Linked DNA regions of Mus musculus: regions 1 and 2 are each linked to region 3. Evidence: chromatin contacts called from public Hi-C and HiChIP or PLAC-seq data. All regions are on one chromosome and are shown on one strand. The core of a region is the stretch at or near the end of the contact, and the rest is flanking DNA. Distances in the headings are between cores, read along the strand shown.

The links. Hi-C and Micro-C count contacts between places; a contact is called where the count stands out from the background. HiChIP or PLAC-seq counts read pairs in DNA pulled down with a chosen protein or histone mark.
Region 1: an H3K4me3 HiChIP or PLAC-seq map of bone marrow-derived macrophages shows a contact between it and region 3, with 4 times the contacts expected there. The contact joins two enhancer-like sites. A contact is called at or near these places in 2 of 484 Hi-C or Micro-C datasets (centrocytes and nephron progenitors), 2 of 115 datasets of contacts at active chromatin or transcription factors (bone marrow-derived macrophages and microglia) and 2 of 9 other capture datasets (embryonic stem cells and liver).
Region 2: a contact with region 3 is called in a Hi-C map of CD8 T cells, with 2.4 times the contacts expected there. The contact joins two enhancer-like sites. A contact is called at or near these places in 1 of 484 Hi-C or Micro-C datasets (CD8 T cells) and 1 of 115 datasets of contacts at active chromatin or transcription factors (memory CD8 T cells).

What each region holds. Positions count from the first base shown.
Region 1 is chr15:53,407,498-53,412,087 of GRCm38.p6, forward strand. It overlaps a transcript of Samd12 not described here. Among named protein-coding and RNA genes, the nearest start is that of Ext1, 64 kb to the left of the region's middle. Within about 2 kb of position 1,899, at least 19 of the 459 cell types and tissues checked have an H3K27ac peak or open chromatin away from gene starts, as enhancers often do. A contact at or near this core is called in bone marrow-derived macrophages, where this site is marked.
Region 2 is chr15:52,751,879-52,756,514 of GRCm38.p6, forward strand. The region is part of intron 3 of Gm41323 (a long non-coding RNA gene); the gene reads right to left. Among named protein-coding and RNA genes, the nearest start is that of Gm34794, 32 kb to the right of the region's middle. Within about 2 kb of position 1,608, at least 56 of the 459 cell types and tissues checked have an H3K27ac peak or open chromatin away from gene starts, as enhancers often do. A contact at or near this core is called in CD8 T cells and memory CD8 T cells, where this site is marked.
Region 3 is chr15:53,111,469-53,115,623 of GRCm38.p6, forward strand. All of the region lies in intron 1 of Ext1 (exostosin glycosyltransferase 1), which reads right to left. Among named protein-coding and RNA genes, the nearest start is that of Gm41323, 180 kb to the left of the region's middle. Within about 2 kb of position 1,678, at least 126 of the 459 cell types and tissues checked have an H3K27ac peak or open chromatin away from gene starts, as enhancers often do. A contact at or near this core is called in CD8 T cells, bone marrow-derived macrophages and memory CD8 T cells, where this site is marked.

The sequences.
Region 1 (4,590 bases), core at 649-3,148, 300 kb after region 3:
ATTATCCTTAGGTATAGGTTCTTCTCATTGTGTCCTGGATTTCCTGGATGTTTTGGGTTAGGATCTTTTTGCATTTTGCATTTTCTTTGACTGTTGTGTCAAGTCCTTTATCATCTTCATAAGAAATGACTTTAGATCTGAATCTTGCTTTTGTGATGGTGTATCCAGGACTTACTATGGTGGGAGAATTGGGTTCTGATTATGCCAAGTAACCTTGGTTTCTGTTGCTTATGTTCTTATGCTTGCCTCCCACCATCTCATTATCTCAAGTGCCCCCTGCCCTTGCTATATATAACTGGAGTTTGTCTTCCTTTAGTCCTGGTTTTGTCAGAGCTCCTCAGAGTCCAGCTGTCTCTGTGACCCTGTGATTCCTAGATCTTGTGATCTTGAGATTCTGGGTGTGTCAGAGTTCTTGGGATGCAAGCTGCCTCTGGGACCCTGAGAACCAGGTGTGACCAAGCTCCAGGGATCCTATGATCCTGTGATCCTGGGTGTATTAGATTGACTGGAATTTGAGCCTTCTCTGGGTGCTGTGAGACTGGCTGTAGAGTTCACTCCCAAGGTAAATCTGCACAGACCAGATGGAACCCATGGCACTGGTCGGTTGGGGTTCCTGATCCTGGATCCTGTTGGTTCCAGTTAGTCCTGGTTGTTTTGGAACAGATGTTGTGTCCTACTCACCCCGATCCTACAATCCTGGGAGTGCTAGAACGCCTGGTAGTGGAGCCTCCTCTGGGTGCTGTGGAGGCATTTTCTTAATTAGTGATTGATGGAAGAATGCCCAGCCCATTGTAGGTGGGGTCACCCTTGAGTTAGTGGTCCTGTATTTTATAGGAAAGCAGGTTAAGCAAGCCACAAGGAGCAAGCCAGTGAGCAGCTCCTCTCTGTGACTTCTGCATCAGGTCTTGCCTCCAGGATCCTGTCCTTTTTGAGTTCCTGTCCTGGCTTCTTTCAATGATGGACTACAGAGTTCAAGTATAAACTACATAAACCCTTCCCTCTCTGATTTGTTTTTCGACTCTTGTGTTTTATCCAACATAGAAATTCTAACTAAAACAGTCATACAACTAAGGTCCTCATGTTCCAGAAATAAACTGCCACCCCATGACCATCTATGCCCAGGTATGCCACTATCCACAGTAGGCCAGCCTCTTCCACATCAATTATTAATCAAGAAAATACCTTTCACACTTGCCTATAGGCTAATCTTATACAGGCACTTAATCAGTTATGATCCCATTTTCCAAGATATGTCTAAGTTTGTGTCAAATTCACGGAAACTAATCAGTGTACTTGGTATGATCATCAGAATGAGAATGGTCCTCATAGGACTATTTATTTGAGTAGTTAGTCTCCAGTTAGTGGAACTCTTTGGGAAGGATAGGGAAGTGTGGCCTTGTTGGAAGAAGTAGGTTACTAGGGATGTGCTTTGAAGTTTCAAAAGCCCATACCATTTTCAATTAGCTTTCCCTGCCTCATACTTGTGTATCAAGATGCAGGCTTTCAGCTACTGCTTCAACAACATTCCTGTCCTGCTGTCGTGCTTCATATCCTCAACATGAACATCATGGACTCTAACCCTCAGAAACTGTAAGCCCCAAATGAACCCTTTCTTCTATAAGTTACCTTGGTCATGGTGTCTTATCATAGCAATGGAAAGGTAATGAAAGCATCTGGCCTCTTTGTTCTTCCAAAGGTGTCTACCTAGACATCTTTCCAAAAGATTCTCCTTAAGCTGCTAGAGCTGCTTTGCCTGTTCACACAGAGGTGGATATGCATGGGAACTCATTCACCTCCAGAGCAATGGAACAGACACAGTGGTCCTATCTGGGGAATACTGAACTCTGGCCTCAAACCTGATGGTGTCTTATACAAGTCTTCTTAAAGGGTCACCCCTTGCTCAGTGTTTAACACTTCCCCTATTTTACTTCCTCTTTCTTTACTGAGCTGCCCTTAATAAATGATCTATATCAATTCCTTGTCTATTAGTCTTCCTTTAAAGAATCTAATGTAAGAAATGAACACAACATAGTGCCCAGAACAGTATTAGCATTCAATAAACATGAGTCTTTATTATGGCCATAGCTTTTCTTAGGTTTCTCATCCATTTGGGGGCACATTTTTACAGAAATTTTGCCCCCTTTTTTTGTTTTGTTTTGTTTTCTGTTTTATCTTTGCATCAGTTTTGGGAAACAATTAGTTGAATACCATGTTTAGTATTGTAGAATGGTATATGTCCAGTCTGAGTACACTATATGATCTTCCATATATTTAGAAAGCATAGATCTAGATTATTTGCAACACAGTCTTAGCAGAAAGAATAAAAATATAAAGAACAATTAACATCTTGGAGTCATTATAGAAGAGACAAAATATAGATTAAGATTTTGAAGCCTTAAAACTAACAGCAAGTATTTGAGGTGTCAGCGGAGTCTGGGGAAACTGAACAGAGACAGACCCTTCTCCACAGCCCTGAATGTCAACTCTGAGAAGTCTGGTTGATACTTTCTCAAAGATCGACCCAAGGGCAAATGATTACTACTTGGCACCAACTGGGACATAAAGACCATGCTGAATTTTTGTTTTTTTGTTTTTGTTTGTTTGTTTGTTTTTGTTTTGTTTTGTTTTTTAGCTTAGAAGAAGAAATATAACAGAGCAGAAAGCATTTGGAAAATATCAGGGAGATGGCCAAATAATTGGCAAACAGAACCTCTGGGAGAACTTAAATGAGTTTGTGTTGTTTACCTAGAGAAAGAAAGGTCAAAGGTCTACTTAATACTTGTCTCCAAGAATTTAAAATTAGGAGCAGAAATCCTTAGGAAAACAAAATGAGACAGCCCCACCTCCTAACTTCTTACCTAGCCTAGGTAAAAGTTTTAAAATTTAGTATTGGAATAAGAATTTGAGACTTAAAATAACAAGAATTTCTTGATTTAGGAGTAATTAAGACTTGGAAAAGTGCACCGCTGGTAGTGGATTTCTGTTCTGCTATAAAGCAGGGCATAGCTCCATTCATTATCAAAACCAGATTTTTTAAATGGTAGCTGAAAATCTATGAAGGGTCACATAATGAATGTGACTACATTTGACTTCGATCTTGCCAAGTGCAGCTGCTATCTAGAGCCACCAGTGATTAAAAAGCCTCCTACCTTAGGCAGGCTGACAGGATTGGTAAGGGAGTCTAACAGGTCACTCCTCCTTTTCCTTAATGCGTTATATTAGTCATTCTTCACTATATAACTAAACATGACAAAAGTCCATAGTGTAAAATATTTCCTCACATCATCTTTTGTACCTAGTCTAAAGCTTTACCTGCTAGTTTGGTATAGCTTCATAAATATGCAGAAAAATCTTAGTAAACAAGAATCATTTACTTATGGAAACCAGTCTTATTTTTACTTATTTTTCCTGTAGGAGACTGTTTTTGCCCCCATAGGAAGCTTTTCTTTATCAATGAGATGATAATCTATGCACTGGAGAGAATCAAAAATAGCACAAATGAATGTTCAGTGAAAAGGTTTTTTTTTTTTTATTCTGAAATTTTAATGTACTTTTTTTTTTAAGATTTGTTTATTTAAAGTATGTGAGTACATTGTAACTATCCTCAGACACAATAGAAGAGGGTATCAGATCTGATTACAGATGGTTGTGAGCCACCATGTGGTTGCCTGGAATTGAACTCAGGCCCTCTGGAAGAGCAGTCAGTGCTCTTAACTGCTGAGTCATCTCTCCAGACCCTTAATGTACTTTTTTGTTGATGAATTTCATACGTGCTTCTAATGTGTTGTGATCAAACCCAGATCACTCCCTTTCTTCTTATTCACCATATCACTTCATACTTTTCCCTCCTAAATTCATGTTAATTATATATAAGTTTGTGTGTGTGCGCATGCGTGTATAATATGCACCGAATTTACTTAGTGTTCTTTGTATGTGCGTGGGTTTAGGACCATCGACTAGAACATGGAACCTCATCCCTGAAAAACACTGATTTTCCTTCCCTTAGTAGCTACCAATTGCCAATAGCTCTTCAACTAGGGATAGGACTTCATGAGACCCACCCCAACCCATACTGAAATTTGTGGCTGCCTTGATCTTGTGAAGTTCTGTGCATTCAGCTTCAGGCACTGTGAGCTCATGTGTGTATGCCCTGTAATGTGTGGTAAATACTGTTTTGCTGGAGATGTCCACCCACAACATCTGGCTCTTACAACCATTTGGTCCTCTCTTCCCCAAACTTTGAGCCTTGGAGAGGGGTCTGTGATGTAGATGTCTTATTTAATGCTGAGTACTTCCACAGTCTCTTTTTCTCTGTACACCATGCAGAGTCTTTGTTTTAATTGTTATCTACTACAAGAATAATTGTCTCTGATGAAGGTTGAGAGGCGTATTTATCTGTGTGTATAAAGTTAAGAGCATGGGGGTCAGATTATTCCTAACTTGATTTAACACAGTATTAAGCATTAAGCTCTCCCCTGGGGTGTATGATCTAGCTAGCTATAGTTTTTGGCCTAGTTAATGCTCTCAAGAATGGATTTCATTTCAAAAACCTGCCTTAAATCCAACCAGGAAGTGGTTGGTTACTTCCAT
Region 2 (4,636 bases), core at 358-2,857, 360 kb before region 3:
AGGGAAGTTAAAGTTGGTGACTGGGACGTATCCAGGTCTCCAAGTTTCAGGATCCTTGAGTCACCTTTTGCAGTCAGGTCCCTTCCTGGACTCTGACCTAGAATTTATAATGATATAGGAACAAAGGAGTGGGCAAGCAGCACGTGGTCAATTAAGTCAAGACAGGCGATGCATTTATGACTTGTGTGCTTGTAATTTAGACAACAAGATAACAGCAACTTTCATTTTTACATCCTTTCCTGGTTAGCAGAAAAACATGAAACATCTGAAGAAGCAGGATAGTAGTTGGGTTCCAGGACCTGAGAACATGAACTCAGGTTTGACCCTGTCAACAAGGTAGAACTTGTTTCTGAGATGGCTGGACTCAGAAAACTGTCTCCAAACAGTAACTAATAAGCCAAATGGGTGGAGAGCATCATACAGGTGAACTGGTATGATAGAGCATAAAGATCAAATCATTAATTACTCCTCACATTCCTGCGTGGTATTATCCTCAATTATTAGATGAGAAAGTTTAGGGTCAAACAGGCTAAGTAACTTGTATATCAATAAGGTATAAGGCTACCTATAAGATATAAGGGTACCTAACTGTAGGGGATAAAATCACTTAAGGATTCTAGAATTCTAGGTCACAGGGTTAGGTTAAGAGCTCGCCAATAATATTTATATCAAGGACCTTAGCTCTACTCATTCTCCCGCTTATGTCTCCATAGTGTGCTGGCTCTTTGTCTATAGGCTTCTAGTCTCACACACCATGAGGGCTGTAGCAGCCCCAACTATCATTTGTTTATCCATTAGAACTAAAGGGAAGGAAAAAGAGAGTAGAATTTTCTTTTGCTGCAGTTTCTCTTTTTATTAAGAAAGGAATTTTTATCCAAGTCCACCAAAGAAACAAACTATTTGACAGACACAAACCACACCAAAAGCCATGGGAGTGTGGCTGCATGGATGTCTCAGCATTGCTGTTGGAGATTGTCCTGCCAAGAAGGAAGAAGGAATGGAGCAAGTGATGGAAAAAGAAACCAACAACAAACCAGTCAGATCAATGACAGTGAGGTCCAGCTCATGCGCCAGACTTAGCGATTGACAGGGCTGAGTCTTGTATCTTAAAGGAGGTGATTTTAGCTCAAAACCAATGGGGTAGCTATTCTTGTGGTAGTTGTAACCAACAGTTTTTAACTTCAGTACTTTGTTCTTAGAGGAGCTGAGGAGTCACTCTGTGGGTCAAGGGCTGCCTGGAAAGAATGGCTGTGTGTCTGGGAACTGACTCTCTCATCTGGAGTAAAACAGATTTCCCAGTGAGATTTTCTGCCCCACAGTCTAAGTCACCCACTGTCCTTGTTAGGGTTTCCATTGCTGTGAAGAGACACTGTGAGCAAGGAAACGTTCCTAAAGAACAACATTTAATTGGGGCTGGCTTACAGTTGCAGAGGTTCAGTCCATTATCATCATGGTGGGAAGCATGGCAACATCCAGGCAGACATGGTGCTGGAGAAGGAGCTGAGAGTTCTACATCTTGATCTGAAGGCAGGCAGGAGGACACCCTCTTCTACACTGTGTGGAACTTGAGCACAGGAGGAAACCTCAAAGCCCACCTCTACATTGGCACACTTCCTCCAACAAGGCCACACCTCCTCCAACAAGGCCACACTCCTAATACTGCTACTTCCATGACCCAAGCATATTCAAACCATCACAGCCACATAATCTGCAAGTTGACTGCTTGTTTGTTTGTTTGATTGATTGATTGACTGTTTTGTGTTTTGTTCCTGCTTCTAGGCCAAAAAGACCTTCCCTAGCCCACCAGGACTTTCATCACCCAATAGCAGAACATTATTGAGTTGTTCAGATAGATAGAAGGACAGTCTTCTGCTGTCTGACGCTGCCTCCACCTCCTCTCATGCTTGTTGGGTGCAGCTGCATGGTGGTTTATACTGTTAAATTCTGTGGCTTTGACAGCAGATCAAAAAAAAAATGGTAATAGGTCGGCTTATTTTGAGTGCAGTCAGAGGTTATGAGAGGGCAGCCCACAGACCAACACCCTTATCCCCACAGGAAGTACATTAGCAGCGTTGACTCTCAGGCCATACCCTAGAGTGTGCTGAAGAAGAAGATTGCATTTTAACAAGATCTATAAGACTTCCATCTGCAAACTTATCTCATTTACATAAGACAGTTTTCTATCTAATCTCTGGCCCAGCCTAACTATTTAGACCACTATCTGTTTTGTTTGTTTGTTTGTTTGGTTGGTTGGTTTGGGTTGGTTTGGGTTGGTTTGGGTTGGTTTGGTTTTTAGAGGTTTCTCTGTAGTCTTGGAATTGACTATGTAAACCAGGCTGGCCTTGAACTTACAAAAATCTACCTGATTCTGCCTTCCAAGTGCTAGGATTAAAGACTTGTGTCCCCACAGCCTGGCTAAACATGTATTTTAGATTTTTGGGGGGGTGGGGGGGTCATAGATCACTATCCTTAAATTTAGTATAAACTTCCAGTTGGCATATACTTGTTATATATTCCATTATATAGAATTCCTTTATATGCAGTGCTGCCGTAGCCCTGTATTTACACTTCTTTCTAGGCCTGGTTTGTGAGGGCTCCCCTGTGGTGAGCTCTATCAGCTGGCACAGCCTCTCAGGAGCTGATTCTTTATGGTCTTCCTAGATCTTCTTTCAGAGATGCCCCTTAGCAGCATGTGTCAGGCACTGTGGGAAAGCTAACAACATCTCGATAGGAAAATGCTATAGATCAGTGTTGTGTTCCCAGAGAACTAGCATACACAGGTAACCTGTGTAAGTCAGGCATGCTGGATCTTGGCACAGTAACTTTACATAAGTATGCGAAGGCACTGGCATTTTCAATGTACTAATTCTTCATGCAATGGACTGGTTGTTCCTGTTTATTCTCTCCTTGGTCAAAATGCACAGATGATACCACCCGGAAATCTCACTGAAATACTGTATCTACAATGTAATGTTACAAAGAGTAATTGAGCTATCTATTAAAATGTTCTTTTAGGGCTGAGGTTTACCTCCAACGTGATGAAATTTTTCTAGCCTGCCTAAAGCTCTGGGTTTAATCTCCAGAAACTCTTCGCTCTCCCCCCCTCTCCCTCTCCCTCTTGGTCTATCGCTATCACTCTTTCTTGCCTTCTCTCCCTCTTATAAAATGACACCTAGAATTTGTTGTTGTTGTTGTTGTTGTTTTAGGAGTCCTTATTTTAAAACTATTTCCCTGTTACTGTGCAGTTGGTTTTTTAGGATCTCCTCAAACACAGCTGCTGCACTGACTCAGCAGGTAAAGGTCTGCATTGAAAGACTCCTGACTTGTGGTCAGTCCCTTAGACCCATGTGGTAAAAGGACAGGATTAAATCAACCCCTGCAAGCTACTCCTCTGCGTTCTCTCTCTCTCTCTCTCTCTCTCTCTCTCTCTCTCTCTCTCTCTCTCTCTCCCTCCCTCCCTCCCTCCCTCTCTCCCTCCCTCTCCCTCTCACGCACATGCACAGACACATGTGTGCACACGAACTAGGACATGAAACCGTGAGCATAGCATCCCAGCTTTTATCTCAGTTGTATATCATCATTATTAGGAAGCTGAACAGTCAATAGCAGAACATAGTTATGTGGCCCAATTTCCAAATCCTTGGCTTCTCCATCAGCTGCACTGCAAAGCTGCAGGTTGTCAGCTTCCCAGGATAGCTTCTCCAGCTGAAATCAGTAGTGCTCTCTCAAAGCCTGTGGCTCAGGTCTTCTAAGTACATCGTCAGCTTTCAAATAGGTCTGGGAAATTGCATGTCTCCCATTAATAACCCACAAAAGCAATACACAAATAGAATTGCAGAGGGAAATAAGTGGCTTGTTGGATGCCTCTTTGGAGAGGCTGGTGAGTAAGTTATCTCAGCTGTGCTTAACTGGTGGAATTAGATTGGATCAGGTCAACAGGTCCTTGTTGAATTAAAAACCATGGAGATTTCCATTCCAGTGTATATTCTGGGCTTCCGGATAGAAGTGAGAAGTTCTGGCCTCACTGGGCACCCATCTTTGGGTCACTAGTTTGGTGCAGTGTAACAACAAGTGTTTGTAAAGAGGCATGCATTTCTACAATGCAGTCGTTCGGGTTGCTTCTACTTTGGGTTTCTAACTGGCCTTCTCCCTGTGGGTTCCAAGTTGAACCTCTGCTAAGCCTCATTCCCTTCCCTCTCTCCTGAAAGGCAGCATGGTGAGTGTTTATTGTTGTGTTACACACAATTACTTGGGAGGCAGGCCTCTATGCATGCCTCTAGAGAGTTGTTTTGGTTACAGTCATTGCAGTCGGAAGACCTGTCCATCGTGGGTTGGCACCACCCTCTGGCTGATCCCAAATGGTAAAAATGGAGAACAGGAAGTGCGCAGTGTGATGCATTCATCTGTGTTCTTAATTGTGCCTGAGATGGGACCTTCTGCTTCAGGCTTCTGCTGCCTTGACTTCCCACAAGGCTTGATTGTACCTTGAAATGTAAACTAAAATAAACTTTAAGGCCCCTCCCCAAAGAATTTTATTACACTGACAAACTTAAACGTCTTGTAAACTTGACAGCACATAAAAATCCTGGAAATGTGTGCTTGTTACAATCTGGCACAAGCCAATCTCCTACTTCCT
Region 3 (4,155 bases), core at 428-2,927:
GCTCCTTCCTGGAAGGGAAAAAGACAATCTCCTGAAGCAGAAATACTTTCAAATCATCCATCTCCTAAGAAACTTTGTCTAAAACCATGGCCCTCTACTTTCCGAAGTCTGTGACCCTTTAATATAGTTCCTTATGTTGTGGTGACCCTAAACATAAAGTTATTTCATTGCTACTTCATAACTGTAATTTTGCTACTGTTGTAAATTATAATGCAAGTATATTATATGTGACCTCCGAAGGGTTTGAGGCCCACAGGTTGAGAAACACTGGTCTAGACTATGGAAAAAACACTTCTGATACAACAATAAGAGAATCCAATGTAAACATGGGCTAACAATTTGAACTGATATTTTTCCCAAAGAAAATGAATAAAGCACCAAGAAGAACACAGGAAGATACTGAGTATCGTTAGTCATTGAAGGAACGGAAATCAACCCAAAACACAAGGAGGTGCCACTTGCTCCCTGCAGGACAGTGTATGATCTAAGAGGACACATGAGAACAAGCACAGATAGAAACATGGAAAACAAGAAAAACAAGAGCTCTTCCTTGGGGGCTACAATGAGAGGAAAATGGTAAGGCTGTTTTGGGGACAATCTGGCAGTTCCTTCTCAAACTAAAAATGGACTTTTCATATGACCCAGCACTGTACTTAGGCATTTATCCCAGAGAAATGAAGGCATTTTTACATAGGAGAACTGTCCACAAATGTATACACTGGATACCCTTCCAAGTATGAATGAGGCAAGATTGTGGTATACACATAGCCTAGATCACTTCTCAGATGAATAAAACATAATGAAGTAAAAGAACACGGATCAAACTACTTAAGTACACAAGGACCTCGAGGATGCTAATGCCGAGTCCAAAGCCACCCTCTAAAGGGTACACACTACATTGCTCCATTTTCATAACACTTGTGACAGCATATAACGACGGGGCCGGAGAACGGAGTAGTCGCTACCATTGGTTAGAGGTGGGGGAGACAGACTTTATAGGTCAAGTGGGGAGACAATCTTCTAAAGTAGACCAGTTCATCTTATTAAGTCAGGAGATGTAAGACATGCTATAATCACATACAACTTAAAACACACACACACACACACACACACACACACACACAGTGAGACAGGAGAGGTATCAACTGCTTTCAGAGAATTTGCAGCTTCAGCTGGTAAACCAGTTGTCTCCCCTTTGTGGCATTACAGTCCACACTCCAGAGGTAATGATGCAGGAGATAGAAGAGCCTTTCTAAGTGGCTCCACAGAAAATGTGCAATAAAAACGACATGACCCTGACTTTAACCTGGAAGCCAGTACCATGCAATAGGTATAATAGTTTTCTTCCTAGAGTTGTACTGAATAAGGTACAGAATATAACCCCATTTCAGATATGCTATGGAATGTTATTTGAAGTCTTCCCTCACCACATAAGATGACTCACTAATAGTGAGTCAGTGTGACTAGGCAAGGGAGACAGAGTGGTTCATACCATTCCACCAAGTGTTGTCCCTGCCACTTGTATCACCTGTGGTACCAGGGAACTGCACAGATCTCAGGATCACCCAGGCCTGCTGAATCCAGAACTCTTGGGAAAGAGCCTTGGATTCTATGTGAGTCCATTGTAATGCCCAGTACATTTTGTGCAGCAGGGAACTGGTAGCTAAAAACTTAGTAAACAAGAGCTCAGTGGTCAAGCAGCCAAACCTGGGTTCACAGTCTATGCTTACCATCCACAAACTGGGCAATCTTGGGAAATACTAATTTGTCTGGGCTTAGTTTCCTGGTTCATCCAAAGGGGTTGATCCTTCTACTGACCTGACCAAATGATACATTCTTTTCTTTTTCTTTTTAATTTCTTTTCTCCCTAGACAGGGTTTCTCTGTGTAGCCCTGGCTGTCCTGGAACTCACTTTGTAGACCAGGCTGGCCTTGAACTCAGAAATCCGCCTGCCTCTGTCTCCCGAGTACTGGGATTAAAGGTGTGCACCACCACGCCCGGCTTCCAAACGATACATTTTAATTAAAGTACAGCACCTTATGAGCATTTCTGCAAAAGATAGCTGTAATCACTTCAGCTGAAGGGAGCCAGCAGATTATCAGAAACACAGGCAGCTGTCAATGAGGAGACCTGGGCTGAAGAATCTGGAGTGTGGCTCTCCTGCGAGACCCCCATGCACATCTCTTAGCTTCTGTCAGTCTCAAAGCTGTGAAGCTCAAATGAAATTATGTACATGCAGTATAATCAGGAAAGTAGTATGCAATTGCAGGTTATTATGGCAAATTATATCAGAAGGAATGGAATAAACATTTTTTAAAAACTACCAACAATGAAAAAAACAAAAAAACAGTTTTGCAAAGACAGCCAAGAGACAAACGAGGAGCAGACCCGTTAAAAGAAAATGAAAGCAGAAGCCGCAGCTCCCCACACAGCAGCAGTGTGTAGTTTAAAAGCTTTCTCCTCATCAGAAGCTGTACAAGGAAGGAAGCCGCTGCTGTGGCTTGCTGTCTTCCCAGGGTTCCCACAGATCCTCTCTCACAAGCACGTTGGCCAAATGATCCTGCTTTTTCGCTAGCCACAGTGGACAGGCAAGAAGCCAGCAATGAGCCTCTAATCTTCAGACTCACACAATTCCAGGCTGCCTGAGGTGATAGTTTGTCTCGAGTATTTACTTATGAACTGGGTGAACATCACAGCTGCTCTTTTTCTGCCAGCCCCGTCCCTTCTAAGTAATGATTCTTCTCTGTTTATACCCAGATTTGAGTCACATCTCTTATGAAAAAAAATCAGAAAGCTAATACTTGGGGTGGCTGAAGTTCCAGAGTGCCCTGTGATGAGGAAAAGGAAATACAGACTAGTGCATCTCTGTTCTTGGATGAGTGTGTGAGTGCGTGTGTGCCATCCACATGTTAGGTCCGTCTTAAGAAGATCGTGGTCCAGTGAAAACACTGTGAAGTTGTCAGATGTTCATATGGAAGCGGGGGGGGGGGGGCAGGGAAGATAAGGCATGGGTGGCTACAGAAGGCATTGGTGAGGAAGATGAGAACAGGGATGTGTATCTCGAAGATTTCCAGGACTCTTTGCTAAGCACTGATGACGGAGCAAGAGCTACAAACACTGGAAGATGGGCATTTCTAGGCTAATGGTAGTCCATCAGGATCAAAGGGTCCATGGGGAGGGAAAACACCCAATTTGGAGTGGGTCAGGAATGGTTAAAGAGCTCAGGGCAGGGGGAGGGGGTTAAGGAGATGATAAGCTTGCTACCTCCTGGAGCTCAGACATTATTCCATGAGAGTGAATCTGAGTCACTGAAGAACTCAAGCGAAAGAATGACAGGATCCCAGAAGTATCCCACCAACCATACAGCTCAACTTCATGGGCAGAGGTGAAATGCTGAAAATGTAAGAAGGCCCCAACTCTTTTCTTTAAACAATGCTGCTTCTGGTCAGCCCACATGGCGTCATATGTCTGAAGACATACAATTCTCATTAAGAAAATTAGTGAGCAGTTCATCTCTGACCTCTTCAACGTGCAACTGCCCTTTGTAGGACTCTCTCCTCAAAACTTCCCTCCAGGTGACTTGTGTGTGTGTGTGGGGGGGGGGGGCATCCTCTGTTGTTTTCTAAGCCTGTTTCCGATACCCTTTCCTAAGTCCAGATAAAATGTTTAAAATTTCAATTACTTTTGAGAAAAGAAATCTTAAAGGTCAGGACATGGGATCGCACAAAATTGATCCGTGGCACTGACTGAACTGAGAAACGTGAATTGGGAGTTGGAAAATGGTTCCAGCTGGCCACTGTACTGTCTGGGTTCTTTTGACAACATGGCACAGAGAAGTATGGGTCCCAGGGGTCATGGAGGATCTGTTGGACTTGTGGGAATTGCTGGCTGATACACACCCACAAGTGTGCACAAAGCTGAGCTGCTTCATACACGTCAATCAGTTCTTCAAATACGTGGAACTGCACTCTGAATGTGATCGATCAGAGTGGCGACAGTCTTAGGGAAAGCCAGCAACTCCCCTGCAGTAAAGGTTGCTACTTAAAGGTGGTGCAATTCCTTGCCCTGAATATTCAACAGGCAACCAACCCACCAGTCACAAGCTATATCAAAGGTATCACTTCCTTTGTGATCTCGGTGTGATGTTGCCAATTC